Regions from separate parts of the Gossypium hirsutum genome. Here region 2 is linked to region 1. A link is a contact called in public Hi-C data. All regions are on one chromosome and are shown on one strand. Each heading gives the region's core, a stretch centred on a gene start, on an enhancer-like site or on the middle of the called end of the contact. The rest is flanking DNA. Distances are from core to core; before and after follow the strand shown. Region 1 has its middle 17 kb from the start of LOC107923651. Region 2 holds the start of LOC107923953 (ETO1-like protein 1).

Region 1 (6,218 bases), core at 3,625-6,124:
CATAGAATCATGCTTAATAACAAACCACTAAATCAGATTTTTTCTAAATATAGAATTTGCCAAAGTCAAAAGTCTTATATTTTTTATTAGCCCAAAAATAATTCCATAATTTTCAATTCAACCCACAACTTGCTTTTTATTCCAATTTAGCCATTTTTTGCTTTTTTTGAACTTCGACACTCCAATTGCAAGTAAGAAATCACAAGCTTAGTAGCATTCTATTAAAAAATTGACCAAAATTAGGTACGTTAAACATAAAAAATTAACTTGCTATCAAATTCCCCCTACTTAACTGATGTTTATCCTCAAGCATGCTATGCATTCTCATACTAGAAACCATTCAAAAATTTTCCCCGAAATCAAGCCCTATTCAATAGTCATGCGCAATGCAAACAATTTAGGTGTAGCATTAATAAGAATTTGCTCAATTTAACCAACAAGTGTTTATAAAATTCTAACAATATGCAAAACCAACCATTTCAATAAATTGAAGCTCAATAAAACTTTCAAGACAATTGTTTTCGATCAAATTATTAAACAAATTTGGGACATGGTCGAATCTTATTACGTGAGATGTGATGACAACCTAAGCACCTCACATCAGTTACTCAATTTGATATGTCTCCAAATTGGTTACTCACGCGAGATGAGATGACAACAATGCCCATTAAAGTTGAGGTGCAATTGAGAATGAACAATGCTCTGTCATGATGCTTGCAAATCATTGGATCACCTATTCTTGAGTTGTGAATTTGCGAAGGCGTTACATTAATTACAAGCACACTATGAAATATTTGGATTCATAAGAATAAATTATTTAAAAGAATTTTATTAAATCCTACTATGTAATTCAAATAATTTTATAAGATTATAAGAGTTTATTTAGAAAAAATTGAGATCATTTAAGTTTTAAATTTTGAGAAGAAAAGAATACCAACTTAAAGTGATACATAATACCTGACAATAATTGCCCACGATAATCCTTAATTAATTTTTAGAAAATATAAAATTAACAAACAGCATTCCTCTTTTCTTAAGAGAGAGGAAGAATTTTAGACAAGATAAAACACGAGAGAGAGAAACAGTGAAAATGAAGAAAATAGAAAAAATAGATATTTTGTAAAAAATAATAAAAATGATCACTAAAATACAATATTGATATGAGTATATTTTGTAATATAATGTAAAAGGTGGTGATTATAAAAAGAGGTGTAACGGTTTGTATTTTCAATTACTTTATATCGTACTTTAGAAAAAGTGAAATCATCTTTTTGGTAGGAATGTAGCCGACACTCACTCAGTTGAATACTGTTATTGTTGTATTAAAGTTTGAATAATGTTTCCTTGGAACCTACACTAACTTTAGGCATAGAGCTTGGTGGATCATTATTTGCCTTGGCTGGAGATTAGATGACCCTTAATTAATAACTGATTTTGCTTCATCACACTTCAAACCCATAGTTAATGCATATCAACACTTAACCCGTCTCTGCGTTTACCCCAAGTCCCCAAGTAATAATAGCAGCAACAGATTCAACATTATGTAATTGCAAAAGTTTTCTCTTTCTTTCCTACAATTTTTAGTGATGTCATCTTCATAACGATATGATGATGCCCTTAAAACTGGGTTTCACCGCTTCAGAAACGGGCTAGAAGATCCCCCCCCCCCTCCACCCCTTACTTCTTGCTGGGACATGTATGATGATGATGATACAGGCCTTGTATATATATTTAAATTGGGCTTATTATAACTGTTTGATAACGGTTGAAAAAATTAAATTGATTGAAAATTGATATTTTAATGATTTAATTTTTTATATTTGTTTGATAATTTAAAATAAAAAATAATCTGATATTTTTTTATAAAAAAGTATGGAAATTATAAGTAAATAAGAGAACAATTTCAATTAATTCAATTCAATTTTATTTATTTTAATATTATATTATCTTATAAAAATGTTACTTTAAAATTTGACTTTTATTTAGAATAAAGTAAAATATTTAAAAATTAAGGATAAAATTTAGAATATAATTTTTTATACTTTAAAATTTATATTTATCAAACAATTTAATTATATTCCATAATTAATTTTTAGTAAAATATCAAATATATTTTATAACCTAAATTCAGTTGTTAAAATTTCAACACTTATTTTTTCATATCAAACAACACTCAACTTAAAATTAATATTTAATTTCTAAACATGTTTGATAATCCAAAATAAAAAGCAATTGATAGAATTTTTTTAATGAAAAAATGTTGAAAATAATAAGTAGATAACTAGCTACTTATCACTTAATATATCAAATTTTTAATTCTTTTTTTTTATTTCTTTTAACTTTAATCCTTAAATAACTTACTAAGGTTTAAAAAATTACATTTATTATACTTAATTTTAAGAAATATACCAAACAAATTTTATACCTTAAATTTGATACTTAATTTAATCCAGCAAAGACGATATTTAAGTAAAACCTTCTCTACAATAATAACTTCATGATTTGAACTTGGCCTCCAAATGTTTAGGAAATGTATCCACTTCCACTTCTTCTAACTGTTTGTTTGTAATTGAGAGTATATTTATAAACTATATAATGTTTTTAATTGAATTGATGTTACCTATTAACCGGATTCCTACTCAATTGTAATTTTTTCATAAACTTATTTATTTTACAATGTAATAAATATTATTTTAAGAAAATTTATATATATTTATATTTTGATAAATATAGAAAATTGTACGTGTTACAAAAATTGCAAAAAAATAAATGTATACCCTTCGTATTTTTTTGGTGGGCCTTTCTTAATTTCTAATTTCAAATGAAGGGACTTTTCCTTCTAATTTTTAAAATGAAATGAAATTAAAGAAGGATGAGTTTTGACTCTCTTTTTTTCTTTTTTTCTATTAAATAGATGTATAAAATTTTGATTGATTTATTTTTTTAGGAAATAAATTATATTAAGATGATTTTAAAAAGTGTAGTTTTTAGGTACTAATAAAATAGTGTCACGTTATTAAATTTTAAAGATAATAAAGTATTTTTATACACTCATCTATATTTAATATCTTCTCCCATTTAAATTAACTTTAATTAAATTATTTAAAATAATTAATTTTTAAATTATAAACAAACATCTTTTCTTCTTTTACAAGTTTCAATCATTTTGTTTTTTTTTTTCTATAAGTTAATAATTTTTTATTTTTGTGCAACCAATATTTTTTTAAAAAATAGTAATTTTGTGCAGTTTTTTCCATGTCAATGACACATAATTTTGGTAATTATTTTACCCTGAACTCCAAATCTTGAACTCGAACCTTGAGGTTAAAGGTTTGGGCTTGGAATTTAAGGTTTAGGTTTCAGGGTTCATGGTTCGAGTTCAAGAGTTTGGAGTTACAAGTTACTAGTTTAGGTTCATTGTTCAAAGGTTTGAGGTTACGAGTTTGAAGTTTAAAATAATAATAATAAAAAGATTATTAAAATTATATGTCAATGATATAAAAAAATTTATTGAAATGTCATTAAATAATTGAAAATAGACAATAAATAATATGGTGGGAAGGTTCCATAAAATAATTTTTCTATGGATGAGTGTATAACAATAATTTCATGTCTTTTAAGATTTGATGATGTGACAAAATTTTATTAGTGCCTAAAAACAACCTCAGTTTTTATATAATTGTAAGTTACTCCCATATTTTATTGTTTCAATTAAAATAATATTTAATATTTATGTTAATTTTAATAAATTTTTATATAATTTAAGGGTATCATAATCTAGTTTTAAATGTTTGGTTGCTTTAACTATATATTAAGTTCCATTTTACGAATGTTTGTGAGCTTAGATTAATCCCTCTCCTTGCTTATCTCTCTCAAGTTGCTACTCTACTTACTATACGAGAAAGACAGATCAATAGTGATACTTACGAAAAGAAAAGGTTATCAAATTAAAATAAAGGAAGTTGACTAGAAGAAAAGCGTGGGACAACTCAAAGCAGATTTCACCACACACAGGAATCTTGAAAAGGAGGTTCATTAAACTAGGAATTGGCATACTCTTTATGTCAACATCTACTGTATTGATCCTCCATGCAGCTTTGGCCTCAGATGCCGTGAGAAGAATTCATCAAAAACTGAAGAAAATCTTACCAAGTATTTCATTAATAAAAAATGTTTTTGGCTGCGGTTTGCGCAGTACAAAAATGTGTACAATCGTGACAGATCTGTTAAAACTGTGATGCCTTCTAACAAGGAATTTTGTTCCAAAACCTATTATAGATAGGCCTCTGCATATAACAGAAAATATTATTCCGTTGACTTAAGGAACAAGACAAGTTGCAAACTCGTGTTGGGTTCATCTTGTTTTTTTGTTTGTTTCCAATTGCCCGAATATGTCGCCAGACAACATTATCATGTTCCATGAAGAGCCAGGGCTGCCCCATTTGCCAATTCCCAATTTGAAGGTGCAGTATCCATGGTAGCTCAACCAGTCGGGCTTGCACTTAAACTAGACAGATATAACTTAACCATCCCATAAATGCTCAATATTGACTAGTGATAACCATAGTTTGAGGAGGTAGGGTCAAAACGATTCATTTCTAGATCGCACAACGATTAAAGCTGCTTATAAAGTAGGCAACGCATGTTAGTGGAATGGGTTCTTCTTTCTTTAGAGAGAATACAAGATCCTATACCATTTTCTAGTTTGGACCACAGGAATATTCTTATCCATATATTGTCTCCGTGGTGCGTATTTACATATTCATGAACGTGGGTGGTCACCTGTAAAAGGACAAAGGGTTTACAATGGAGAGACCTAGAGAGGAGTCCAATATGGAAAAAAAAGTTGGTTTTTATTCAGAGGTGGACAAGAAATTAAGCACCTATGTAGCAGTCAAGGAAAAAGTTTGAAGTGGTATGGACATGTGGGCTAGCTAACACACTGTGTGTGATGAGAAAAAGAGGAAACATGAACATGTGTAATGAGATGGCTGTATATATCAGCAAACAAGTGGTTGTTTCTTTCCATCTTAGTGTTTCCAAATTCGATTTTTCAGCTACAGTTATGTACATTCTTTTATTATTTCTTTTAAGATCATTCCCTTCTTTATTCATGATCATGATCCGTGGGCATAGATGATCACCTCACTTTTTATTGAAACTTTACTGTCCTGTTCTTATTGGAAGCTACTAAAATTCTTGCCAAGTCAAAGGTATTATGATTTGTGTGTAGTGCCAATATTTGTTAGCCAAATAATGTATGGATAAAGCTTGTGGTTTGAGGGGATGAATCTCAGCTTTCAAAGCTATCAGAAAAACTAACCAGATGCCTCAATGATTATCACTTGCCAAAATAATTAGGATATGCTTATCCAATTAGTAAAAACCAAGAAACTGAAGAAAGAAGCTGATAATCCATTTAGACGTTCCAGAATGTTTGTTTAGGACAGTTGTTCAGAATTGAAAGTGAAGGATAAATGGCAACAAATAATTTCATTTTGCTTACGGCTAATCCCTTCACTCATTACTGTAAACAGATGGTTAGTCGAATCCAAATGCAGTACGTAGCTCGACCCTACCCAGTCTATTGGGTTTGACATGTGTCGTAATTATCTTTTTGGGCACCTTCAAAGTTTTACCACTCTTAAATATGTCTTTAAAGCTGATTCAAACTCATTACTACACGTAAATTAAAGGCGCGCTTGAGGATAAAACCTGTAGAGGATCAAAAAGGACAATTTCAACCTATGCTTTCAGACACCATTTTGGCCAGTGGGCTGAGATCTTAATTATAAGCTTTTGTTTTCTTTTTCTTTTTTTTTTAATGAGGTAAAGAATGTAAGAACCCTTTGCATTGTCATCAGAAACAGATTGAAATTTTCATTTAAAACTGTTGTTGTTTCTAACCATAAACCATGTAATCATAGTTTTGATTTATATCTGGGACCAACACTAATTAGGTCAACTCAGCGATGATGACAGAATTGAACCATGAATATATTCTTTACTCGACTTTTGCATTTTCAGTTTTTCGGGTGTCACTCTCTTTGAATGACCCAATCATTTCACATTTTAGACATTGATATGAGCACCACTCATTTTCTCTGCAGCACCCAGCAGAGAAAATCCAACCACAAATGGTGGCCGGTGCTATTTTATATCACGCCTCCCAGAAGGCTAAGTTTCCCACTATGATTATTTGCAGCTACAGCAACACA
Region 2 (5,499 bases), core at 247-2,746, 130 kb before region 1:
TTCATCACAACAGTCTCCTTCGAACAGCCATTCACCTCGACTTGAAGCTGAGAAACATCTACTGGCCCAAACTCTTGTGCGCACTTATTGCAAGTCGCAAGCAAGTCAGCAATAAGTTCTTCTCCTTGCTTTTCATATCTTAACCATGCCCCAAAAACAAGCTTCTCATGGACAGTGCCAGCCCTCTGCCAAGCAGAGCGGAGGCTTCTTCGCATCAATTTGGTTTCTCCAAGGCCCCTAAAGATCTGAAATTGTAATAAATAAAGAGTCGACCTCTCTTGAGGAGAACATGACTCCATCTCTTCATGAATTTGAGCTAAAACCTCTACATAGTCAATAGGTTTAAAGAAGGGCAATATCGGTGGCTCAGGAACCTTGATAAATGATTCTCTACAGCAAATTTACGAAAACAATCTCAATTCAACTTCCAAAAAAAAATAAAAAATAAATGGAAACTAGAAGAAACTCATTAAATCAAAACAAATACTTACATGGATGAAGAATTGGTATGAGAAGAAGATAATTTTGAAAGCTTCCCTCTTTCAACTTGGAGCCAAGACTGAGGGTTGATAGCATTAAGCTGTGACTCTTTACATGAATCAGAGGGAAAGAAAGTCCTCATTGGGCATAACAGATTAAACAAGTCCCAGATCTCCACAATAACCAAATAGGGTCTTCTTGCTCTTCTCTCTTTCCAAAACTCAAAAAACACACTCAAAGAAAATTTTTGAAGAAAAAAAAATCCAGAACAGTTCCCTTTCTTATTTATAATCACACTACTACTACTGGGCTAAAACACCCTTCCCTCCCATCTCACCAAGCAATAAAACTTCTATTAAAGACATTTAATACAAGCCAACAAAACACCAGAAACAAACAATCATTCACTATATTTTCAGTATGGAGCATCTATTAAACAAACCGGTACAGTCTATAATTACACACAAGAAATTAAAGGAGAAATTGATTCTGTCCACTGTAAAAGAAAAATCAACTAGTCGAGGTTGTTAAGACACATCCAAACTTAATCAATTACCCAATAACAATTAATCGAAGATCTTTACCTCAAAGCAAACCAAGCCCAAAATAAAGCCAAAATGCCTTGAGAAACACACTCTTAGTTATGGAGAGTGAGAAAGAGATAGAAGAGAGTTGGACGAGGAAAAGCTGAGGTGAGGCTTTGGAGAAGGCAGAGGCAGAGGGAGATCAAAGTTTGAATCAAAAGGGAACAAAAAAGAAAAGAAAAATAAAGATAGAAATTCCTGAGTGTCCACTGCCTCCACTTTCCTATGCTGTTTGTAACGTTTCTTTTGTTTGGCAAAAGGGAAAGTTATATCTTGTTTTTTCTTTTTCTTTTCTCACTCATTTACATTGGACACCAGAAATACAGCTTGGAAGAAAATACCCCCCAAAAAAAGAAAAGAAAAACATAACTACGCTTAAATAATTGTAATAAAAAAATTGAAAGGAAAGAAAGTGGGATGGTCAGAGAGAGACTGGCAGATTAAAATAATTTTAGTAAAGGATTATTGTATAGTTGGCTCATGTACATCAATTTTTATGATAAAATAAATGAATTTTAGAATAAAATAATTTTAGAATAAAAAAAAAGAATAAATAATTTCAGTACAAGTTTTTGAGCCGAAAAATATGGAACTTTTAAAGAAAATAAATGTCATTTAGTAATATCTTAAATCAATTTTCAATAAAATTAGATTTGTTTTTTTTGGAAAAATTAGATTTATTTAATATTAAATATTATAATAAGGGTTAATATTTTTTAAAGTTAAATTCATTAATTCATTGAATGAATGGAACCATATATTTTAATAAAATAATAACAAGCATTCGTCATAGATGGTGAATTACAAGCTTCATCAACACAACAAAAACTTTAGCCTCAGCATCCACAAGCACGACATATCTGGAGTGATTGCAAACACTAAATACGATAAGGAAATCAGCCCCGGATGGTCCAAAGTGGTTAGCGACAATCGACAAAAAAATCGAGGATTTATCAAACTAGAGAGGACGACAACAAAATCATCCCTAAAATCACTTGTAAAGCTAAGATTACATGCACAAACAAGACTAAAAAACGTGTTACAAGAGCAAACAAAAACTTCTAAAATTGAAGACTTATTAAACAATGGACACTAATATTATATTTTCTTTATTCCACAATTACACACGATTGTTTTTTAAATATTTTACTTGTCAACCTCTCACTTTGTTTGTAGAATCTAAAAACTTTATTACTAATATACCAAATTTTTTTCTTTTAATAATATAAATTTATAAAAAATAATTTTTATTTTTTTAAAATAATAGAAATTTTTAATTATTTTAAAGAGGGTTTTAGAAATGCTTCATAGCAAAATAATTTTATTTTTAAAAAAGTATGATTGAAAACAAGAGGTAAAACTACTATTTTTAAAATAATTTTATGAGGTTTCGATCATATTAATTTTTTTGATAAAATATCTAAAATTATTAATAATTTTTTTAATTCATAAATAGAAGTACAATACATTTTAATACTCTTGAACTCATATTCTCTTGTATTAACAATAATATTTATACTAAAGTGTGATTAAATAAAAATAATTATTGTGTTAGGCGAAATACCAAATGCGTTGCAATTTATTTATTATATAAATCAGGCTGGATCTTATGATTAGAGCTTAAAATTCAACCAGAAGACATCTCAAAGTTGGCAATGGATTAAACAAATCACAATTTATTGGTGGATTGAAGATTTGAATTACGGAAAGCGGAGATTGTTTTTTCTTGCCTGAATAGTAAGCAGAGATTAAGTACTCCTTTTTTTTTATTATTTAAAAATGAAAAACAAATTGATTACTAGTTTTGAAAATTTCATTTTGGGAGACAGACAGAACAGAGCCACTAAAATTTTGGGCCCCACGTGGATAATATCTAATAACCCAAAAAGCCATTTAGTCAAAAGCTTTTCTTTTTGCTTTTTCTTATTTTAAATTAATAGCGCTAATCATTACTTAAAAATTCAGTACTTCTTTCGCTCTATTTTATATAGAAAATTTTTAGGGTTTTTTTTTGTTTTTGTTTTTGTTTTATATAATATACATTTATATTTCATTTATAAGTAATTGGTTTGTCATTTGCTATTGCATTAATGGTTAGCAGAGTTAAGCGATTGTTTTTTAATTTATTAAAAATAGCATAATATATTTTTCATTGTAAAAAATATTAAATTAAGAGGAGAAGTCCCTAAACTAATTAACTAGCAACTAATCAAGGAAAAGGTAATTACATAAAAAAATTAGGGTAAATTATATTAGTAGTCATTTAATTATTATTTATTTTTTATATTTAATTATTAAAATTTTTTTACCATCAATTATGAAAAGTTATAAAATGAACACTCAATTATTTAATTTTGTTTTTTTTTGGTCACCATATGACGAATGGTATAAGCTTTTAAAATTGACAAAATAACAACTTTAACATTTAAATTTGTATAATGAGTCAATTTAATTTTGATTCTAAAAATCTAACCTTAATATTTACACATTGTGCAATTTAGTCTTTTTTACAAATTTGTTTTTCTTTGTATTCCTTTCACTTAAAAAAGCTAAATCAATAAATTTATTAGCTAAATTTGACTGCAAATAGACAAAAAATGAAAACATCAAAAAATTTAAGATTATAATTTATATCTTTTTTCATTCTTTTAAGATTAACCCTTAATATAACAAAAATAAAAAGCAAAACAACAAAAAAAAGAGACCAATTTATAGAATTTGTAATTGTCAAGAGTTAAATTTTTTTTTAGAATCAATATTAAAATGACATAATTTATAAATATTAAAGATTAAAGTTGTTATCATGCCCATTTTTTAAAGCTACCGTCATTAGTTAACTGGTGATAAAAAATGACAAAATTAAATAATCAGATAACTATTTTGTAACAGTTATAATTGGGAAAAAAAATCGTAATATAATTGAATGGTTATTAATATAATTTATTAAAAGAATTGCTAAGATCCCCTATATGCACAAAGTCTATTCGACGAATACCAAGTTTCTATTGGCCAACCAATCAGCAATAGAAACATACTTTGTTCTCCAACGCCAATATCCGGGGAGAAGAAAATAGCATGTGAAAGCAGAGATATGTCTGTTTGACAAATGCTGGAACCAACTCATTTCGGCCAGGCAGATTGACCCACTCGCTACTCGTCACCACCCACCCTACGTCTCAATTTGGGTTTTCATTCCAATAACTTCACTCGGTTATTTTGGACAATTAATAATATTATAAAAAGAATAAAAAGATCTATTTTTCAAGCATAAAAATTAGAGTTAAACTTATTTTGAATGTTCTATATTTAAATAAATTCTTATACATACTAATAAATGATATTATTATACAATATATAATAATATTGTGGTCTAAAACTATTAATTCTAGAAAAAGAAAATTACTTCAAAGAATTGAATTTGAACATAATCATGATATTGATTCTCAAATATAGAGCAGAGTAATGGGAAAATGACCCCAAACCCATAAGTGATCAAATCTGAAACCAAATCCATTGACAAGACAAAGCTCCAATCTTAAGTTGACCTGCTGCAGCTCGTCGTTTTAATGAGCAGTAAAAGCATGCATAATAAGATAGGAGGAGATGATGAAAATAAATGAGGCATGGTTCAACTCATGGACGGTGGCTAAGCTTTGAGGTGTAGACTTTAATGACTGAATTGGTGGGACATCACTCCCAAATTATTTGATCATTACACGGCGTCTGCTGGTGGGTCGTCGCCTCCTGGCCGTGTTACGGATTTCTTTTTCTTTTCATTTTGGAGATTAACCACGTTAAATCGTAAATTTGATAAGTTTGAAATATGCTATAACTCTCTAAATTTAGAATTTATTCTTTGTATATTTATTATTAGGAATTTAGTTCTTTAATTTTCAGATTTTAAAATTTAAGTTTAGCTATTGGCATTATTAATTTTTTTTGTTAAATTTATTGATGTGACATTTAAAAAAATACTTGTTAGCTATATAACTAAAGAATGACTTTATAATGAACCTGATTTGTAAAATAATTTTAACAATATTAATAGTTGGATCTAAATTTTAAAATTTAAAAAGTAAAAGAGCTAATTTTCTAAAAATAAAAGTATAGAGACTAAATTTTAAATTTACAAAAGGTACATAGACTTATGGCATATTTTAGCCAATTAGATTATTATTAGGAGATTGATGGCTATCAATGCCACCAAATATAAATTTCTTATGCTCTAATTAAACTAAAAAATAGTATAGAGAAGCAATGTTGATCCCACAGGGATTGAGATTCCTAATATCATTTTTTTGATTGACAAGATTCTAAAGTCGTGGCAGTTATCATACCTGTAACATCCTCAAAACCCGTGATCATAAATAATATAAGATAAAATCTTAACGAAATAAGGTATAAGATTAAAGAAAATGAAAGTTACAGTATACCA

Evidence for each region. A called contact is a pair of places that touch in the nucleus more often than the background predicts.
Region 2: a Hi-C map of leaf shows a contact between it and region 1, with 2.6 times the contacts expected there. The contact joins the promoter of LOC107923953 here to the enhancer-like site in region 1. A contact is called at or near these places in 16 of 34 Hi-C or Micro-C datasets (anther, callus, fibers and 4 more).

What each region holds. Positions count from the first base shown.
Region 1 is chrA11:14,241,722-14,247,939 of Gossypium_hirsutum_v2.1, reverse strand. No RefSeq gene overlaps it. Among protein-coding and RNA genes, the nearest start is that of LOC107923651, 17 kb to the right of the region's middle. Within about 2 kb of position 4,874, at least 2 of the 9 cell types and tissues checked have an H3K27ac peak or open chromatin away from gene starts, as enhancers often do. A contact at or near this core is called in hypocotyl and leaf, where this site is marked.
Region 2 is chrA11:14,373,464-14,378,962 of Gossypium_hirsutum_v2.1, reverse strand. It overlaps LOC107923953 (ETO1-like protein 1), which reads right to left and starts at 1,496. Exons shown (of 5, transcript XM_016854173.2): 1 at 492-1,496; 2 at 1-390. The coding sequence starts at 622.